Regions from separate parts of the Mus musculus genome. Here region 2 is linked to region 1. Evidence: chromatin contacts called from public Hi-C data. All regions are on one chromosome and are shown on one strand. Each heading gives the region's core, a stretch centred on a gene start, on an enhancer-like site or on the middle of the called end of the contact. The rest is flanking DNA. Distances are from core to core; before and after follow the strand shown. Region 1 overlaps 9330175M20Rik (RIKEN cDNA 9330175M20 gene). Region 2 overlaps Gm17767 (predicted gene, 17767).

Region 1 (4,930 bases), core at 915-3,414:
TGTCTCTCTCTCTCTCTCTCTCTCTCTCTCTCTCTCTCTCTCTGTGTGTGTGTGTGTGTGTGTGTGTGTGTAGCTATCTTCTCTCTCTCTCTCTCTCTCACACACACACACACAGACACACACACTCATTCTTCTCTGTGTGTGTAGTGTGTGTATGGTGTGTGTGTTGTATGTGAGTGTCTCTGTGTGTCTGTGTGTCTGTGTCATATGTGTGTGTGATATGTGTGTATGAGTCTGTGTGTGTATAGAATGTGTGTGTCTCTGTATGTGGTATGTGTGTGTGTTAGAGTGTGTAGACAGAGGTTGTTGTAGGTGTTTTTCCCTATTGCTCCCTCCTTTATTTTGAGGATTATAGGCTAACATGAGTTTTTACACAGATGCTGCAATCCTCATATTTCTGGGAAAGCACTTTCCCAAGTCAGCCATTTTCCTAGCCCTCCATGTGATCTTACTTAAGAGGGTAGCTCCTAATGAAAACAGCCCAAGCCTGGACTTCAGCTACTGGCCTCATAACTATATTTGCTGGTTCTGTGCAGTCCTTCAACAGAAACACACAGTTTTGCACAAACAATTTGAGGGTAAGCCTAATTAATTTGTTAATTTATTCAAAAGTTATTTTCACAGGAAGAATGATCTAGCTCTAATCACAAGTTAACGCAATTTTGAAAAACCTTTCTGGAATTCAAGGCCTGTGACTCATTTAGCATTAATAACTTGTTGAAAAATTATTTTTAATTATATTGGGGGCACAATATGTGCATGTGAGCACACATGTCCTCATAGGCCAGAGATGTTTGATTTCCCTGGAGCTAGAGTTTCAAGCATTGTAAGCTGTCAGATAGGGATGGTGGAAATCATACACAGATAGATCCCCTGCAAGAGCAGCATGTGTATGTGTTTGTAACCACTGGGCCATCTATCCAGACCACAAGTTGCAGAGTTTAAAGTTTATTAACATAAACCATTTCAAGTTATACACTTTCAAATTAATCTCAAACTAAAATGAAGATTATACCCATTAAGCATACCATTTAAGGACTGAATATTAGACATATGCATTACTGGTGGTTGCCTAGCAACCAGGGTATCTGCACTTAGAGTAAGTCTGTCCTAAATACTCATGTACGGTCCATGATGAGGAGCTATGCACTTGGCTTTATTTACAAGACAGGGTGTAGCTTTAATGGTATTAATGGTTCTGATTTTGCTACTCAAACGAGATAAGTTTCGATGATAAGATTGGGAAGGTGGTACCATGGTCATTAACCAACCAAGTGCTTTTGACAAGCAGTTCTAAGATTGATGCCTGCTTATCAAAGCCATGATGCCAATCATTGCCCATCACGGATTACATTACTTAATGTCAGGTAACCATCTCAAGGTTTAAAAATGTCTTGTGGAAAGTATACCTTGCCTCCATATTATAATTTTCTACAGAATACGAGATTAACTTATGAGTGCCTTAGAGCAATCCCAAGACTATCCTATTTTTTTAAAAATGCCTCAGGTAGGCCCCCCAGTCACAAAAGTGTCACCTTTCATCCCATCTTCTGCTGCTGAAGAACATTGTAACGAATAACCTTTCTAATTCCGTAAGCACTATGTCTGCACATTTACATTGTTGGAGTCCCTCGTGAAACAATTGCCAAGGAGCACTCTGAGGCACTGCAGCTGTGCCCTGCCAACTGTGTTTGGCTGCCCAGCTCCTTCTGGGCTCCCAAAGCTGGCAAGCTAATATGCTAATAGAATTCATTAGCCTGGGCTTTGACAGACAGTTAAAACAGGACTCCACATCAGCACTCCAGCACTGCAAAGCCATTTCATGAGGCACAGCTAATTCAAAGAAGATGATGACAGGGTTTGCAATCAGGGAACATTAGCATGTTGGGGCAGTGGAGAGGCTGAACATCCTAGGCAGGCAAAACTGCCAGCAGCCCTGATTTGATTTCTGCCATCACCGTTGGGCCTGGCAAAGAAAACCAGAGGTAATGGGATACACTGAGAGACCAGGCACAAGGACTGGCCTTTGAAGTAATTATTCTCTGGGGTAACAAGGGACAAGATGAAAAAGCTTTCAGGGACAGACAGTGGACACCCATGGGACCAAGTTTCCATTACAGCATGACACTGTGTTGAGCCACTCTCTCCACTTGAGAAAACAGAGTACTAAATAGGCTGTCCAGAGGGAGAGGACACAGGGAGTTTGTGGAGGAAATGGAGCTGTAGAGAGGTACAGCAAGGCAGAGGCTGCCAAGGGCCCATAAGAGAGCAACAATCATGAGGGATGCTTCAGCATCTCTGATGGCCGCCATGATCACTCCCTTGCCTTGCATCCATTAACCTCTACATTCATCATACTATAGAGGAAATAATAGGGGAGGGAGAAGCCAGAAGCCTAAGCTGGGGAGCAGTAAAATCCCTTAAGCCTTTGACAAAACAAATAAGCCTTCAGTGTCTCCCTGTTGGGACTCTTGGCTCTGATAAGCCTTCAGCATTCAGTATCTCCACATGGGAGCCCTTGTCTCTGTCCAGCTGAGAGCCTAAGCAGAATGATTATGGAAACACTTTCTGGAAGTGTGAGACTTTACGAGTCTGAATATAACCAAGCTCACCCGGCAATCCGTTATAGAGAAAGAGACCCAAAGTTAAAGCTGAACCAGAAATGAATCATCTCTCGTTTTATGGTAAATGCGTCTGAGTCAACTCTGAGGTCACCGGCTAAACTGGAAGTGTGCATGTTGCTAGCCGGTGGAGGTTCTAATTGTGTTCTAACCTTGAGCCTTCTCTGTACTGCTTGCTCTTCATCTTTACAAGAGAAGTTTCCCTAGCAGAGAATGACCACTAGACCAAGACTGACAATGAGATGATGCATAAATTATGTCACCTTTACCCTGCTTGGTTTAAGAAGCGGGACCCAAGGCACTTTTAGATATTAGCCTTTGCCCAGCACACACACAAACCCACACACTCACACACACTCAGGCATGCGTGTACACACATGTACACCCACACACAAATGCACACATCATATACACACATATACACACAGGCATGTATACACACGCACACCAGATTCCAGTGATGCTATATATTTTGAAGGTGTTTGTTTTTTAATTTGGGCACGTAACAAAAGCTACTCAGTATAATTATCAGCTATATGCATTATGTGTTTTCTCCAAAGTCCCCCATCTCCTTTCTTGCTTTCCTGTTTGAGAACTGCATCTCCACCACAGCTGCCATTGATATTCTTCAGCAGTATAACTTTGTTATTTCTGTAATTTCAACTATTTCCACTGTGGAAACAGTTTTCTACCAGCTTCAGGACCAATTTTTCATTGTCCTGTTGGAGAGCATTAGTGATGGACACTGAACTGGCAAGCAATGTGCTTTGCCACATAGCCACCAATTCAAATTTCCCTTGTCCAGAACTCCTCCTCCTGTGACCTGTTCCCACGAACAATGTCATTATCTCAGTATTTATCTAGTACAAAACTGAAATCACCCCTTTTCTCTTTCATCCCATAATTGAATGAAAACTTTGTACATTAACTCTTTCCTATCTCTTCCACTGATTCCATTTGCCATTTCTGTGACCAGGGAAATCTGGGCTTCCTTGGGGTTCTTAGTTATGTTAATAGGCGAATGTAGAAATTGACTAAGAACGAAGTTAGAGGGCAATTTTATTAGAGTTTGAGAGAAAAGCAACAGTGCAGGCAGGCTGTAAATCTCAGGGACTCGGAGGTAAGGAAGGAAGAAAGCCATGCATTTGCGTTAGGGAGCTCAGCATGTTCGGCAACATTAGCAATGTTCAGCAGGGCAGCACGAGGCTGCAATGCAGAAGGTCAGGCGCTTCAGAAAAAAAAGTGCCAAAGCCCTGAAGTAAAGCATAATTAGAGGTTTAGGCAGTATCTCAAGAAAAAGAAATAAGAAGAAATAGAAAAAAGTTAGTCTTTTTTCAGTTAGAACAAAGAACTAGGCTTGGATAGGGCTAGCAGGGCTGCATGGTGGATGCTCTCGACGAGACTGTACTCCAACTTCTGTGCTATGTCATTAAGAGCACAATTACTCTTCCCATCTCTAGAATGCCTTCAAATGAATCCGTTTCTTGAGGTGTAGTCTTCAGGACAAGTAATTGACAGATCCAGGTAGATTAACGATGATTTTTCTCTTTGAATTTTGTATTGAGAATTGCATACATGAGTAGCATATTTATGTCATTTGCACACTTCTTTCTTCTCCTCCAACACCTCCCATGTCCCCCAACTCCTCTTTAATTATTGTTACAAATATAAACAAACACATATGTATATATAAATCCAGCTTTATGGATCTGTTTAGTGCTGCTTGTGTGTATATTTCTTAAGGGATGACTGCTTGGGACTGGATAACATAGGGGCTTGCCCAAGGAGAGGCCTGATTCTTCCTCTCTCACCAGCCATTAATTGTCCATATTTCCTTTAGGGGAACTGATATTTTGATTATTTGATATTTCTCCTATCAACACTGGAATGTCAACTAGTGTTATCTTTGTGGAGATCTTGCCCAGGCAACCATATTTTTGAGATTTCATGGGTACAGCTTCTTTGTAATATATAGAAGATACCATCTCACAGCAGATGTCCTGGTCTCTGGTTGTTCCAGTATTTCTGCCACATTTTCTGGGGTGTTCCCTGGGCCTGAGGTATAGGAATTGTACTGTACATGTATCAGTTTGGGTTAGGCACTTCCGAGTCAGCTATTATCTGTGTGTGACTTGCTGTAGATTTTTGTAATACTCTCCACCTGATGAAAAAACAAATTTTCTTTGATGATAGGCAAGAGCGTCTTACTCAGAATAAGGATACGTATTTAGAGTTCCATTGGAAATGACACTGGCTTAGAAAAGTGACAATAGCAGATTCTCCATAAGGTCCATGACCTTCCCAGCACA
Region 2 (5,262 bases), core at 2,157-4,656, 380 kb after region 1:
AGAAGACCAGCTGAAATACCTATCCTTGGGGGACAGAGCAACTACTAGATTCTTGGATTTCCCATTCACAGTTGCCCATTGTTGTGTTAGCTGGACTGCAGACTGTCAATCACTACAATAAATCCCACTAATATACAGATATTCCAAAAGTTCTGTGATTCTAAAGAACCCTAACTAATACAACTGGTGTGAATCACGCCAGTGGTCATCACTGTATTTAATGTTGGAAACAGGGACCGTTCTGATCAGCAAAAGTGGTTTTGTGAACTGTGGGACTCTGGAGTTCTTGCCCAAGGGTTTCCTCCAAGGAATTATGTGGTTGACCTTGTCAGATTCTCACAAGTTGTTTCCATGCAAAGCTGGTGGGACTTGACACTCATTCATGAATGAAAAGTTATCTTTACATCTCTCATACTAATTAACAAATCCTCAAGTGTAGATTTCACAGAAAAATTTGAAGTGCTCAGTAACTGTGCCTGGAGTGCGCCTCTCTGATCGTGATGCTTCAAATGCTACTCGGTGCTAGGACGCAAATGAAAAATTAATTTTTCTCCCCAAACTGTTTACCCTGAAGCATTTTAAGGTAACATTTTTATAAAGATGATATAATAACGCCCAGCTCAGATGAAGCTGTAGACTTCCATTCATTTGTTCAATCCTAATCAAATGACAATGATGGCACTATTGGAGATCTCAGGGCTGAGCAATGTGACACAAAATGGCAAGGACTCAGCACTGTTTCCTCTGAGCTGCAGCTGGAACTCAGTGTCCAAAATTAAATAACAGAAGCAGCGTCTCTTCTACTGTTCCCTCTGCAGGCACTGCCCACCACATGTCATCAACTACGCTGCTGGGGGATTGATTTCGGATGCAGCCTTAATGGGTCTGCTTTAACAGGCATGTTTTGCAGACTTGTTTAGCTTGTTGGTTCTCTTAGCCCTTCAAAAGTAATGTTGTTTTTCCAAGTCCTGCTAAACTATGTTAATATTTTTTACTCCATCCTATATGCTATGGACATAATTTAGAATACTACCAATCTCCAGAAATATTTCGGTTAATAAGAAAGAAGTCATAGGCTAAGGAAAAGAAAACCTTCAGAGTTTGCTGGTGCTGGGTCACTCTGATTCCAGGCTTTGTGTCTGAATTCTGCTCCGGCTCAGCACTTCTGGATAGGAACGCCCAGCATTGGCACTGTCTCCATCGGCTGAAGTCTGCCGCGCACGTGGCAGTTGGCTCATGGACCAGAAGCACAGGTTGACTTTACCTGAGTTGGAGAAACTGCAGACGATGGTCTTCTATGCATTGTAGAAAGAAAAGCAAGTTGCTTCTGTTTTGCGATGTGTTTCCAATATTGCAGCTGTGGGTTGGAAAACAGAGGTTCCTGGTGAATCTAACCATCCCCCCACTCCCCACCCCTCTCCTTTCTAAAACTAACCAGATAAGCTCTGAGCAGACTGACAGAGAGGAGACTTCAGTGAAAGCTACAGGACAGGGACAGCTGTGACTTATGCTGGGCAGCTATAAGCCCAGCATTTGGAAGACAACTTCTAAGTTATTCCAAATTTAAGCAGTGAAGAAGTAAAAATAAAATAAAAACCTTTATCTCTCCACTAAGGAGGGTGCCTAGGGGTAGAGATGCCGCAGCAACTGTACCACTCTGTTAAGCCTAGGGACCTACTCTCCTGGGTCTAATGAGATTATTGATTCCCAAGAACCAGTTGGCTTCAGGCAAAGCACCTCCTCCTCGAGTCTGAAATTTATTCTACAGTGAATGTGACAGTGTGTTTCTCGCTGGCTTAATGCAGTTTCAATAGTCCTTACCTATAATGGAGGAATTTAACAAATGCCATATCGATGTGTTGCTAATTACTGATTATAGGCAACAATGCCAAGAGCAAACTCTCTAAACGTTCCCCCAGCATTAGCACACTTCTTCTGAATTTGTCTTGACGGCTGTTTCCTCATTGTTAGATTCCTCTCTTCTTTCTCAATATGACACTTCTCCACTCCAACACTATAATAATAAGACTACAAACATTACAGCAGATCAAATTTGGAGGGAGGCGTGAGAAAATCTGGGGAGCCTTCCACTCGAAGCCTCTTCTGTTAATGTCTGTCACAGTCTCTCATTACCAGAGAACAGAACTCACAGTGAGAGCTTCTGTCATAATGCGGGTGAAAAATAACAAGCTGGATTTTAAAGAGACAGTTATTATTGTACTTGTTTTTGGTTGGGCATAGAAATAAGCCATCAAGGAGCATGTATATTGTGCATAAACACAGATATACAGTTTTGCAAAGGAAAATTGTATTGTCATAGAAGTGTGACCATAAAGTAACGAGATTAATTTCCTTGCCACACATGTGGAAACCACTTATCATTCTGTGCATGGACATTTTCTGTAGTTGTGCCTCAAATACAGCAACATTTAAATAGCTAGCCTCGCAAATTTACCAGAGCCCTTTCTCAAGTCAACACCCAACCAGGTTAGCTTTAGGATTCTCATGAATGCTCCGAAACCTCCATGTCCATGACTATAATAGCCAGGTTTGGCAGACATGAAGTATGAGAGTACAAAACACAGAAAGAGCCAAACTGAGGGGGCAGCCACCTACCCCTATGGGCTCTGTTGGCCTCTGGCCAGTTGAACTAAGAGCTCAGAAAGTTTCTGTCCCCGTGCCTCTGACACCTGGAAGTCTGACATTCTTCACCAGGCAGTTTATTGATGTTATCTCTAATCCCTACAGCCACTCACAAATGTGCCCATTATTATCATCATTACCGAGTTACAGATGAGGAATAGACTCAAAAAGGTTAAACGACTCGCCTAAGGGCCCACAGGCACTAAGTGAGCACAGATTAGAACTTCTGTCTAATTACTAATCTTCTGTCTCATTACCAAGCCTGTGACTCAAAGACAAAGCCCTTCATGCCACAATTAACGCTGAAAATGTAAACAGGGGTGCCAGAGGATGCTTAAGAGCTTGTAGCTCACAATGAAGATAACCAGAAGTAACCAGAAGTCCAGTGGGCCTAAGTGTGTAGCACAGCCTCCCACAGCTCTGCCCAAGGATGCTCAAAGAAGTCTGCTTTAATTCCATCCACTGAGACAAAACTTGCTTTCATTCTGGGTCTTCAAAGGTAGCAAACACTGTTAAATTGCCCAGTTGACATATGGGAAATACTGTCAAGAAAATACCTAAATTATCAAAGGGAACTAAATTTTTTGTTTGTTCTGACAGAGTGCATTGGAGCTGTGTTCCCCTTCTCTTGCAAATGCCCTCTTGGCTCTTGGTCTCTCACAACCTTAGTCCCTTTTCATAGATAGTTCTACAGAGTGGAAGCAGCATTCTCAACGAGTAGATGTCAGCTGGGGTTCAGCCTGGTTGAGTTCAGTTTTGGAGGAAGACAACCCCAAGGTCTTTGATGTTATAAATGCTGAGGTATCATGCCCAGTCAAGCTTTCAGGAAACATACCAAGTTAGTCTTAATAGCTTCCTCCCCAAACACCAAAAATAAAAACAGAGAGAGAAAGAAGGGGGAGCAGAAAGATGACCAGAATAACATCTGGGGTCGCTGTCAGCCCCGCTCAGAACCCTTGTCTCTGTGTATCCTGTTCTGTGTGTCCTTGCCTCTGTGTGTACTGCTTAGCTCCAGGGATATCTAAAGTCGGAGGCCACTAAGACCTCAAGTCTACGAAGTAGTGATTCATAAAATTAAGAAAGAGAAACCAGTACTGACAACACTGTTAGGCAAAATTGTATTAAAATGCAACAATGTCAAAGGCTTCTGGTGGGGGAGTGGCTATTTGTTAAAGTAAAATTATTCTAATCACAAGGGATTGTCTTACTTTGATGCTTCTCATACTGATTCTTCGGTAACAACACCAACATCAACAGAAAGGAAATAAAGAGGGGGAGGGGCTTGCTATTAGTGCAGCTCAAAATCCCAGAGCTGGAATATGGACTTTCTCTCCAATGACAAAGTGACTCATGATATAGATGGCATCAGATTTTATTTGTCTGATGTTACAGGTCAGACACGTGAAATCTGACACAACAGAAAGAGCGTAAAGAAAGGCAATCTGAATTTAAAATTCAAAAATAGTATATATACTATTTTTGAATATATACTATTTTGACTTGGGTCCTAATCCTTATGAATTTAACCAGGTAATTTCAGCTAGTTAGGGGAAAGGGGTGGTGTCATATCCCTAAAATCTCAGTGTTGAGGAGGCTGGAACATAACACTAATTGTCTAAAAAGGAAATTACTTGGTTTACCTCTTCCACATAGGACACAGTCTACCTGGGTTAGCATATCAGAAACCATTTTGACAAGTGTGTATCCTCAGGGCCTATCTTATTACTGTAACTCAATAAATCATGACCAAGTCTTAAACAAGTGCCCTGGCCTCAGTTAACCAATCTATACAATGATATTCTTGCATAAGTGATCTGCAAAGCTCTTCCAGATTTTAAAAGTATGTATTTATAGGATAAAAGAAATGATTGCTCAATATATAAGCACAAAAATTATGGTATATCCATAGAAATGGATTAATCATCTCTCAGCAATAGATATAAAAAAAGAATGAACCTTAGCTACACACAACAATGCGGATGAATCTATAAATATTTGTGCTGAGTGAAATAAACCAGACAAGAAAAAAAAAAAAAGGAGAAAAAAAGCTTTCATTTACATAAAACCCTAGAAGGAGGACCCTAGCAAAGATAAAGAGATTTTTCCCCCTGGGGCATTGTGAAACTTTCAGGACGAGAGATGTGATTGAGCTGATAATTTCCCTGAGTAAATGCATACGTCAAACCTTATGACACTCTACACTTTAAGTATGTGACATTTACTATGCAATTCAGTCTCAACAAAGTTATCGAAAGAAAAGAAAGGAAACAGACAAGGAGCTGGGGGAGTTTGGAGATCTGCAAAGATAGCTGGATGGAAAATCTAACTGCAGAAGATGACTCAGAGGACAGGAAGAAGGTGGAGCTCCTGGCCAGAGCAGAGGATGCATAAACGCAGAAGGGTCTGCCGGCATCCTAACTGCTCCTCTTCAAAGGCCAGAGAAGCAATCTGGAAGCTATAAAAGCAAAGCCCAGGCTGTGGTCTGCACAAGCTGAACAACAGAAGGCCTTGCTGGCTGCCCAGCCATCAGCTTTGGCTGCCAATATCGCCATAGATGCTGTTAGGCTTGTTCTAGAGCTGAGCAACGACTGGGCCTTCTCCATGCCAATCACATTCAGC

What was found. Hi-C and Micro-C count contacts between places; a contact is called where the count stands out from the background.
Region 2: a contact with region 1 is called in a Hi-C map of the N1E-115 cell line, with 4 times the contacts expected there. The contact joins two enhancer-like sites. A contact is called at or near these places in 1 of 15 datasets of contacts at CTCF or cohesin (the NIH/3T3 cell line) and 2 of 484 Hi-C or Micro-C datasets (the N1E-115 cell line and embryonic stem cells).

The regions. Positions count from the first base shown.
Region 1 is chr1:51,214,722-51,219,651 of GRCm38.p6, forward strand. 9330175M20Rik (RIKEN cDNA 9330175M20 gene) reads right to left here. Exons shown (of 5, transcript NR_045151.2): 5 at 3,665-4,930. Among named protein-coding and RNA genes, the nearest start is that of Cavin2, 72 kb to the right of the region's middle. Within about 2 kb of position 2,165, at least 56 of the 459 cell types and tissues checked have an H3K27ac peak or open chromatin away from gene starts, as enhancers often do. A contact at or near this core is called in the N1E-115 cell line, where this site is marked.
Region 2 is chr1:51,589,120-51,594,381 of GRCm38.p6, forward strand. It overlaps Gm17767 (predicted gene, 17767), which reads right to left. Exons shown (of 4, transcript NR_151621.1): 2 at 1,265-1,357. Among named protein-coding and RNA genes, the nearest start is that of Gm17767, 5.0 kb to the right of the region's middle. Within about 2 kb of position 3,407, at least 20 of the 459 cell types and tissues checked have an H3K27ac peak or open chromatin away from gene starts, as enhancers often do. A contact at or near this core is called in the N1E-115 cell line, where this site is marked.